Regions from separate parts of the Mus musculus genome. Here regions 2 and 3 are each linked to region 1. Evidence: chromatin contacts called from public HiChIP or PLAC-seq data. All regions are on one chromosome and are shown on one strand. The core of a region is the stretch at or near the end of the contact, and the rest is flanking DNA. Distances in the headings are between cores, read along the strand shown.

The links. HiChIP or PLAC-seq counts read pairs in DNA pulled down with a chosen protein or histone mark.
Region 2: an H3K4me3 HiChIP or PLAC-seq map of embryonic stem cells shows a contact between it and region 1, with 42 read pairs. The contact joins the enhancer-like site here to the promoter of Cdk6 in region 1. A contact is called at or near these places in 1 of 39 promoter capture datasets (macrophages), 51 of 484 Hi-C or Micro-C datasets (the AML12 cell line, B cells, the C10 cell line and 33 more), 13 of 115 datasets of contacts at active chromatin or transcription factors (CD8 T cells, the SCID.adh cell line, bone marrow-derived macrophages and 8 more) and 4 of 9 other capture datasets (adipose tissue, liver, macrophages and 1 more).
Region 3: a contact with region 1 is called in an H3K4me3 HiChIP or PLAC-seq map of bone marrow-derived macrophages, with 4 times the contacts expected there. The contact joins the enhancer-like site here to the promoter of Cdk6 in region 1. A contact is called at or near these places in 39 of 484 Hi-C or Micro-C datasets (the AML12 cell line, the Ba/F3 cell line, the C2C12 cell line and 20 more), 15 of 115 datasets of contacts at active chromatin or transcription factors (the 230-238 cell line, CD8 T cells, the SCID.adh cell line and 7 more) and 1 of 9 other capture datasets (adipose tissue).

What each region holds. Positions count from the first base shown.
Region 1 is chr5:3,342,275-3,345,650 of GRCm38.p6, reverse strand. Cdk6 (cyclin-dependent kinase 6) reads right to left here and starts at 1,758. Exons shown (of 8, transcript NM_009873.3): 1 at 1,680-1,758; 2 at 1,052-1,532. The coding sequence starts at 1,284. Gm36470 (predicted gene, 36470) reads left to right here and starts at 2,092. Exons shown (of 4, transcript NR_168898.1): 1 at 2,092-2,353.
Region 2 is chr5:3,384,832-3,388,207 of GRCm38.p6, reverse strand. The region is part of intron 2 of Cdk6 (cyclin-dependent kinase 6); the gene reads right to left. Among named protein-coding and RNA genes, the nearest start is that of Gm29868, 26 kb to the left of the region's middle. Within about 2 kb of position 1,642, at least 20 of the 459 cell types and tissues checked have an H3K27ac peak or open chromatin away from gene starts, as enhancers often do. A contact at or near this core is called in bone marrow-derived macrophages, embryonic stem cells and liver, where this site is marked.
Region 3 is chr5:3,299,903-3,303,278 of GRCm38.p6, reverse strand. All of the region lies in intron 3 of Gm36470 (predicted gene, 36470), which reads left to right. Among named protein-coding and RNA genes, the nearest start is that of Gm36548, 31 kb to the right of the region's middle. Within about 2 kb of position 1,553, at least 154 of the 459 cell types and tissues checked have an H3K27ac peak or open chromatin away from gene starts, as enhancers often do. A contact at or near this core is called in the 230-238 cell line, the AML12 cell line, the Ba/F3 cell line and 22 more, where this site is marked.

The DNA.
Region 1 (3,376 bases), core at 509-3,008:
ATACAGTAGGCACATATTTGTTGTAAGGAATCCCTACAGGAATGAGAAGACAGGATGAAGACGCCAAGATCATCCCTCTAAAAAGAAGAGCTGAGAATGTTAACTCATCACCTAATTTGTAGAAAAGTCTGTGCATTCCCTTTTAACTTCCAGCTATGCATCTGTTTAAAAAAAGAGAATGAGAAAAGGCACAATGGGGAAATCCCAGCATCTTCGAGAAAACACCATTATCTTCAGTCACAGGAGACTGGGTTAGGAATGCCTCCCCCACCCACCTGCACAACTCTTCCAGGGAAAACAGAGGCTTTAAAATCTAAAGCACAGACTCACATCTAACCAATGAGAGAGGCATTCTAAGTCAGATCATACCAGTCCACAGATACTAAATGATACAATCAGAAAACCCTTTGAGAAGCAATCGCCCTCCACCCTACCACCCACTCTCCCTCCCTTTCTTTTCTCAGACAGGGTCTTTTGTAGCTCAGGAGGGTCTTGAACTCTGGATCTTCCTGGTTCAGTGTTCCCAGTACCCAGCCTTGAAAGACATTTTTCAAACAATGTTTAACACTAGGTGTCAGAGTCTAAACTTCTGAACTTCTAAGACCATCAGAAACCATTCTACAACTATAAAAAAAAAGTCACCACTGTGGGTTTGATTGGCAAACACATTCTTACACATTTCTTAAACTTTATTTACATTATGCTCCACCCTTAAAGTTTCCTTCTAATTATCTGCAAGCTGGATAACTATCTCACTCTGTCTCTCAAAAATCCCCCCACCGACGGGGAAAGTTAAGTAAGGGCTGGAGGGATTGTCTGGTTTTGTCCCTAAAAGACACCCAACGCCCCCCCGGAACCCTTGGGGCACGCAGAGCGAAAGCTCTTCAGAATAGCTTGGCTGCCCGGAAGCCACCGCAGGTCTCTTTTTCTGCCCTGTCTAACAGAGTCACCGGTTTTATCTGGGGAAACTCAACTCTTAACTTTAGTTGGGCCACCAGCCGCCCCTTGCCCAGCACCTTCCCGGACCCCATAGCCAGGGCTCCCGGCTCACCTGACCACGTTGGGGTGCTCGAAGGTCTCCAGGTGCCTCAGCACCGCCACCTCGCGGATGGTGGAGAGCGGCATGCCCTCCTCACTGGTCTGCACTCGCACGCGCTTCAGAGCCACGAAGCGGCCGCCGTTCTTCAGGTCGCGGGCCTTGAACACCTTCCCATAGGCGCCTTCGCCGATCTCCGCCACGCACTCATACTGCTGATCGGCGCGACTCAGGCTGTCCTTCTCCATGCTGGCTTCAGGCTGCGGGTGCGGCACAGTGGAACCGGGGTGCTCACTCGCTGCCTTACACGCCTCGGGGAGTCGGACTCGCGGCCGCCGGGCTAGACGGACCGACCTTCTCGCCCGCGGGTGCAAGCCGGGCGCAGCCGCTGCGAAACTCCGCCTAGCCGAGTCGCCGCGCCGCCGCCGCAGGAGAGCGCCGATCCCTCCTCTTCCCCCTCCGCAGCGATTACATAGTCTGCCCACAATCTCTGCACCTAGGAGGAGGAGACCGGAGGACAAGGAGAAAGTGTGATCAGACTGCCCGGGAGACTTCCACAGGGTTCCACCAGCTCCTCTCCTCCTCCCTCTACTCGCACTGGTTGCCTAATCGGGCCGGGTTTCTCGGAGAAAAACCAAGTTACTTTTCTTCCACAGCAGGGCTCGTGCAGTCTTCACGAAGGAGAGGTTGCTGGGGCCCCTCGGGGATGAGCGCAGCGCGGGACGCAGCGGGACGAGAGGGGGCGTGCCGAGCAGCCCAGAGTGTGCCCGGAGCGCGGGGGAGGGGAGGCGCCGGGCGCGTCAATGTCACGGCTCAATATTTATACCTATATTATTGTTCTCCGCTGCCCTCCCTGACTCCAGGGGCCTGGTCGTGCAGGGTATGGGGCGACCTGGGGGAGTTCGGAAGCTGGCGTAAAAGCACCGGGGGTTCACCCACGTGGGGCCGCAGAACGGGGTTGGGGCTCCTAGAACCCTGTAACCCGATGCTGCGAGTATGCGAGTAGGGGTGGTCAGACATCTGCTCGGAAATTGCTTCCTTTCTTTTCTACTTTCAGTTTTTCTACAGGGAGACATTTGAAAGGGACTCGCTCTCACAAATGGTCTTTGGGGTATGGCAAGCTTAGTGGGAGACGAAATTCTGCCTCCGATTCGGAGGACCTCCCTGGTGGAAACTCAGCGAGGACAGACCATCTGGTAGGGGAGGGCTGGGGCTACTAGAGGTGGGAGAGCGAGGGGTCCTGGAAGGGGAGTAGTGTCGTGCTCCCCACCTCACACATACACAAACACAAAGATCCGAAGGATGTGGGAAAGGAAGGTACGTCACACTTTCACTCGTCCTGTCCTGAAAAAGTAACTTCGGGACTTTGCTAGCTAATCGGGACTGGTCCTTAAGTTTTCAAGCCGTGCAAAAGCAACCGCCCTTACGACGGTGGGGGTAGGGGGCAGTAAACGTAGGTCTCCCCGGTGTGAGAAGGGGCTGCCCTTGTGTCGAGACTTCCGAATCCCCGCCCGGTATCCTGGGCGGCTGAATGTCGGTAGCTGAGACAGTCGCTCTGTTCTCCAAAGGCCAGAGGCTAGGTCCCACGCGCGCGGTCGGGCGCCCCCTCCCCGTTCTGTTGTTTAGGGATGACCGAGTGAGCCTTCCCGTCCCACAGCGGCCTTAGTCTGGGCTGGACCTTGTTCCACCACAGCCGCGTGTCCGGAACGGTCTGCATGCGTTTACCTGCCCCGTACCCATCCCCCCCACCACCACGCTCTTCTGCCTGGTATTAAAGAACACATGGAGCGACCCCCACTGGATGCCAGCATAGCACCGCCCGGCCAAGGCAGGGCCACTCCCCGTTCCTTTGAGAGCTTTCCTAAAAAGCTGCGGAAAGGACCCTCCAGCCCTCACCCGGGGGTCCGAGCCAGGTCGAGGGCCACACAGGTAGCGGGAGCAACGGCCTTGGCGCCCGCCCTCCCCCTCTGCCGGTGTCCAGCCTAGGCTCCAGGAGGGGGCAGCCGTCCCACCCCCGCGGGCCTACACCCCCCGGACCGGAGCGGCGGTGCCTAGCCCCCTCCCCTCCTCCACTTTTTCGTAGTTGTTGTTGCTTTCCCACGCTGGCTGAATGTGACTTGACCCCATTTCAAAAAAGTTTGACATAGCGCTTCAACATTTCCGCATTCCTCCGCGACTACAAAGGCTGCAGCCGCCTCCTTCTGCTTTCTGTCTCTGATCTCTGTCTTAGCACTCAATGAAATCCTTCATGAGCCTCTCCCGAAGCCTTGCCAAACGCCGCAAGGGTCGCCACCAGCGCAGTAAGGGGAGGCCGCCCGCGGGACCCCGACCCGCGCGTGT
Region 2 (3,376 bases), core at 393-2,892, 43 kb before region 1:
GCTTTGAGGTTCAGTGTCCGCTGTCAGGAGCTTGTAGAGAGGCTACTTCAAAGAAGACGTCTGAGGAAATACTGCTCTTCACTGTAATATAAAGCGCTTTAATGGTTTAGTTATGTGTGTGTGTATGTATGTATGTATGTATGTATATATATATATATATATACATATATATGCATACACTATATATACTATATAAACTATATATACTGTATATAGTTGAAGATATATATATATATATGTACATATATATGTATGTATACAGTTTGTATAGAACATTTATGCTAAAAGTTAATAGATGCATTGATTGCAATGGATAGCAAATGCATTTTGAGCCAACGTTTGTGAATACTGATTTTGGAAATCCTAGACCCCAATATTCATACTTTTTATCTATGGCTCCCTCTAAAATTACTCCAAATCAAACAGCAGTCATTTTGGCAGACAAAACACAATAAATACTGCAATATAGTAAGTTCCATATAACCCAGTTAAAATAAACCAAAGTATTTGGCTGAATGTTGACAACCTGCATTTACATAAATGAATAGATAGATAGATAAACAAACAAACAAACCCTGCTATATTCCGTGGACTTTCAAAAGAAAAAAAGCAAGATAGATCTGACCATTTTAACATAAACACTGAGAAATAACTTCCACTGTATGATTTCTTATGTTGGCCTACATTTATGACTTTCTAAAATATTCAGTAATATGACAGAATACCATTGATTGCATGACTACATTTTCAGAGGAAGAACGGAACCGCACTGCACCGACTGTCAGAGCAAAATCACAGTCAACATTTGTCACAGTCACACCATGTGATCTGAGTAAGCATATACTGAGACGGAGGGAGGGGTTGGAGAGATGAGCCAGCCGTTCAGTGTGCTTGGTGCTACACCAGAAGATCCAGGCTTGGTTGCCAGATCACCTGGCAGCTTACAACTGCCTAAAATCCCAGCTCCAGGAGATCTGACACCCTCTTGTGCTGCAAGGGCCCTTGCACACATGTGGTGCACATAAACTCATACAGAACACACAAGCACACATAAATGAACATCATTTGTTTAAAAAGTAAAAATGAGAAGTGGCTCTCGGTATTTATTGAGGCTATACATCCATCTTAGAAGAGTGAACACAAACCAAAATACAGGTCATTATCATTTCAAGGGAAACCGACCAACCCCTAAAAGTTCTCTACCCAGTGAGCTACTTTGCTGGCTGTTTGTATTGTTTGGACCTCCTGCTGCTAGGGTGGGGGTGTGGAGAACAAGCACACAGCCCACAGAACCCTCGGCTTTTCTGCTGACCTGATGTCCTCTAACAAAACATTACTGGAATAATGGGTATCCTACCCATTGTAATTCTTAATGGCTGCTTCCTGTTCACAGTCTCAATTTAACTTGCTGCTCCGAAGCTATAGCACGGGGAAACTACCTTCAACTAATGGATGGGATTACATTCATTCTACCCAGTAGGTTTGGGATTTCCAAAGTTTACAATTTACAAAAGTCTCCCAAACAACGAGCTTTGTAAACACAACCTCTGCCTTTCTATTGTAGCTATAATAAAAGGGAAATCTGTATTATTAGCTAAGCAGGAAGTTTTAAGAGGACTCTTTTCCTGTCAGGTTTCCCTGACCCCTGCACACTCTTCATTGTTTGGATACCAAATAGTTCCAGAGTTGTCTGGTACAGCTGCCTGAGGGCCATAACAAATTCTTATTTGAACCAGAGCCAGAACTTGAAATTGAGAAGGTCCCCTCACACCCCTGTATCTAATCTTGAAAGTTCATGAAGCGCTTTTGGTGGGTACAGTTTGTGCACCAAATCAATCTTCAGCAATTCCGCCAGCCCCACACTGCCGGACGGAGGCTAGGTGGCTCTTTTTTGCTCATGAAATACAGACTGTGTATGCAATGATTTGCCATCAGCTGGAAATGACAAAGTCCAGAAGTATTAGCTCCAACAGCAATGACTATGCTGCTAAAGGACATTGTGATTTTGCGGCATCTTCAGAATGTGTATCAGTACCTACCACATACAGGTGCCATACTCAGTTTAAAGTTTCTGAGGGACACAGGGCAAGTAAGGCACGTGGACAGTGTTGTTCAGTGACAACTATGCATCATGGATGAAGGAAGCTAGAGTTGGTCCCAGGAATTTCACTGCAATGGAGACTAAAACTCTTTATGCATTATTGGACTGGAGAGGCAAAATGCCTGCAGCAGCCGGTGGCCAGCGCTTTAGTCTACAGAGCACAGAATGCAGCCAGGACCTCGGGGATCTTGTTTAAGTACCTGAAGCCTCTTCTGTCTGATCTACATTCTGAATTTAGAAAAGTTACCTAAGCTGCTAAGTCACATCTCTGAATTTGAATTGAGACTTTTTTTATTTACAGTAAAACCAGCTCTAACCCCTGGCAAAACATATTTCCAGGGACTCACCTGGAAATAATGCACAATAAAAAGCAGTAATGCCAGTAATGTCTAAAAGAAACAATCATAAGACGTCTACAAATAGTTTGAAATTACAGACACCAATATGTGACCTCAAATGCATCCTATACAGTTAGTTATACTGTACAGCTAAAACAGTGAGTTAACTTCATGCACACTAGTAGCACTAGTGCCTTCTAAGTTACAGCTCCTTAACCCATGGCTGGAGCTCCATTTGGAGTTAGGTAGCTGAATACTAGGGTGGCAAAATATTTATTAACAGAAAAGGTTTCTGAACACACAAGGGCCAAAAATCAATTAAAATTTAAGAACATTAATTATTCCAAGGAGTTTCTGGCCATGACAAACTTGTGTTGCAGCAAGCATACTTCCCACTGCACCAGCACATGCTCCTTGCACTGCACACAGCATGTGTCCCCCAACTGCACACAGCACAGCCACTGCACACAGCACAGTCCCTTCCCACTGCACCAGCACATGTGCCTTGCATTGCACACAGCATGTGTGTCCCCCACTGCACACAGCACATGCCCATGTCCCTTTTCACTGCACACAGCACATGCCCCTCCCACTGCACATGTTGTCAGACTCCACAACACCAAGCAACCCACCTTGGAACTGCCCAGCCCACACGGGTATGCACCACACACACAAAGCTGTCTGTTTTTGTAGAAATATAGTGCTTTAATTATGGAACACAAACTCAATGCTTTCCCTATTGTCCCTCTTCAGCATGTTAAGTATCAAATTAGGTTCTCTGAACTGCGTTACAATGTTTCATTTTTAAAGCAGCCGTTTTGAGTTGTGGATGGGTTTTGTAAACAGTCATCAAATAAATTCTAGATAGGGGTTAGGACAGAATCTCAAAATATTTCTGAAGTGGCCCTAATCTAAAAATGCTTTGTCATTTTGTGTT
Region 3 (3,376 bases), core at 304-2,803, 42 kb after region 1:
AGATTCAAACCGTAACATTTTATGAACATATCCACTAGATGCAGGAAAAGCGACAAAATTTAAAGTCCTTTTGATTAACACTGAGCAAGTGAGGTCCAGAAGGACTGAACCTCAACCTAGGACAGAGTCTGCATGCGTGCGCAGGGCTGAGAGTGAAACTCCTCTGAGGACAGAGAGGAGACACGCTTTCTCCTCTCATTGTTTATTTTCATAGTAGAAGTTTGCCGGTGCAATAAGAGAAAGAAATCAAAAGCATCCTAGCAGAAGAGGGAAAAGGGAAATTGTTTCTACTGACAACAAAATTATAATTACCAAAAAGACTACGCCAAGGTACTGTTAGAAAGTTGTAGGCCAGAAAAATCAATATGTAAAAATCACTAGCATTATCTCTTGTGAGACTCTGCCAGTGCCTGACAAATATAGAAGTGGATGCTCACAGTCATCCATTGGATGGAACACAGGGCCCCTAATGAAGGAGCTAGAGAAAGTACTCAAGGAGCTTAAGGGGTCTGCAACCCTATAGGAGGAACAAAAATATGAACTAACCAGTACCCCCTCCCCCCAGAGCTGTGTCTCTAGTTGCATATGTAGCAGAGGATGGCCCAGTCAGCCATCAATGGGAGGAGAGGCTCTTGGTCTTGCAAAGATCATATGCCCCAGTACAGGGGGACGCCAGGTCCAGGAAGTGTGAGTGGATAGGTTTGGGATCAGGGCCGGAGGAGGGTATAGGGGGCTTTGGGGATAGCATTTGAAATGTAAATGAAGAAAATATCTAATTAAAAAAAAAGAAAAAAATCACTAGTGTTGATCTATGTTATCAGTGAGCCATCCAAAAAGAGAAATTGGGTGCATAATACCTTTTTTTCCCTTTTTTATTGGATATTTTCTTTATTTACATTTTAAATGTTATCCCCTTTCCCGGTTCCCCCCTTGCATCATACCATTTAGGCGAAGGGTATAAACTGAAAAGTATATAGCACCTAGGAAAATACAATTAGATGGGAACACATTCGTGTTAATGGATTGGAAGATAACCTGCATTAGATTTCGTGCTGTTCAGATGCCCACATTGCTGAAAAAAGCCCGAGAGAAGGCAGTCCCTGTCAAAATAGCAAAATGTTTTCCACAAAACAGAAAACAAAATGAAACAAAAACTAATAAATAAACAAACACTTGAAAGGACCCATAAAATGCATGGAGCAGCCAAAGTAATTTTAGTCTATACTGGAGTATTTAGGATTTTCTGTCAACATTATCACACCGTGTATAAGTCCGCCCCTTTTAAAAGTTGCAAGTATTTTATTAAGTCAAAAAACCTTTAAAAATTATTTCTTGCTTTTGAAACAATGTTCAGGCTTGTCTGAATTTCAAATTCTCCCGGATACTGTACTAAGTATTCAATATTTCAAATCCTAATCCCAGGACACTCAGTAAGTACTAAGTTTATGAGATTCCCTTTCCCAAGAAAAACGTCTCGCCTTTCCTCTTGTTCTGCGTCTGAAGGTGTCTGGGAGGATTTTGCTTGCCTACCACACACTCTTCCCTGCTGAGTCACTTAGTCTCCATCATCCCTCCCAAGTTTTCTGGCTAGTACACTTCAGCAATTCTTTCTGACTGACTTAAATTGGTTAAAGGCATCTTTTAGGGGTCTATATAAGAAGAGATAGATACTGGTTTTGTACCCATCAAAACACAATGTGAAAAACACTCCCAAATCCAGCCCCACGTCTGCATGCACAGACATGAGTTTCACACTTACAGTGAGTGTCACACATCCAGTGCATGGAAAGAATCAGAGCCATAATGTTCCTGCAGGATGGACCTAGGTTGACAGGCATTTGTTGCACTGAGCATACCTGGTCTTCAGATGGAGAACTCACCCAGAAGATTGACAGACAGTTTCTAGGGAACAGCTGAGGGAGGGGCAGGATGTGGTCACGATGATTCACAAGTGCCCCTTCCTTGCTCATCTGAGTCAGCATGCAGCCTGCTACATGGCCCCACATGGCACAGTTACGGTTCTGGGATGAGCTGTCCCAGCAAGTCTTGCCTGCTTGACTTCATTAAAGCACTCAGTGAGTTTTAGAATCCCAGTCTGCCACATGACTCTCCTCTAGATCAATATACTCCCCCTTCAAGCAATACGACAAGTGACATGTAGCCTGAAGTATTGTTGAGTGTGTTTGCGGTTGGGCTCATTGGATCCGTAACGTAAGTGGCCTCTGTGAGCTTGGACGCAGCCTGCTGTAGTTCTTGATCGTCTAAGTGTTGCAACTAAGGCGACGAGGCTCCGATCTCTTCTTGTCACCTCAGACTTGTGATTTTGTAAGTGCATATGTACTGTCACTTTCTGGCTCAGAGCATGAATCATGTGCCCATGACATAGTTTGTACAGTGAGAACTGAACAGCACTGTGCTGCTGTTGCTCACTGCAGAAGTCACAGCAGGGCTGTAAGATGGCTTTTTTCGTATAGCCTTCATTTTGGTTACGCTTCCCCCAACCCATCATTTCCCCATCCCCCACCTTGCCCATGTTTGAACCTAGAAAAGTAAATTTTTTCTTTTTCTTTTTTTTTTTTTTTTTTTTTTTGAGACAGGGTTTCTCTGTGTAGCCCTGGCTGTCCTGGAACTCACTTTGTAGACCAGGCTGGCCTTGAACTCAGAAGTCCACCTGCCTCTGCCTCCCAAGTGCTGGGATTAAAGGTGTGCGCCACCACTGCCAGGCCAGGAAAGTAAATCTTGATATCAGGAGGTCTTCTCTATTTGTCCTTGGATTAGGAGCAGTAGTTTGGGCCTCCTGGAAAGAAGAGATCATCGTATCTTAGCCTCAATATGTTTTAGTGCAATGAAGCAATCAAAGGTGACATAGAATTTTTTTATGGCTCTTTTGCGTAATTTATGCTTGTTTGCTTCAAGCAGCTCTGAATGTTTTGTTTTACTTCATTTGAGTTTAACATATGTATTGGAAAAGATTAAATCGTAGGTTTACTGCTAGTTACCCAAAGGGAGTTGTTGAACATGGCTGGCATCACAGAGTCCAAGCTCATGCTTCTGACAGTGTTGTTACTTCCTCTGAAGGCGACCACTCCATAGACTTTGTCACTGGAAAGTTGACTTTTCAGTTCACATTAAGTCACTTTGAGATACAGTGTGCTGGGACAAGGAGACAAACTGCACAAAGAGAGAGGGTTCTGTGTCCTTGCGGGGCTTGTCTCTGGTCATGGGTGTGCCCAGACCCATGGGTATTCTTTCTGAAGCTGAAGGGTGGATGGCATGCATCCTGTCATGATGACTTAGTCACCAGGGGTGGGTTTCAGATTCTGTAAGCCTGTAAGACTGTCACTTTATGGAGTTATTCCTGTCACCTATTAGCTAG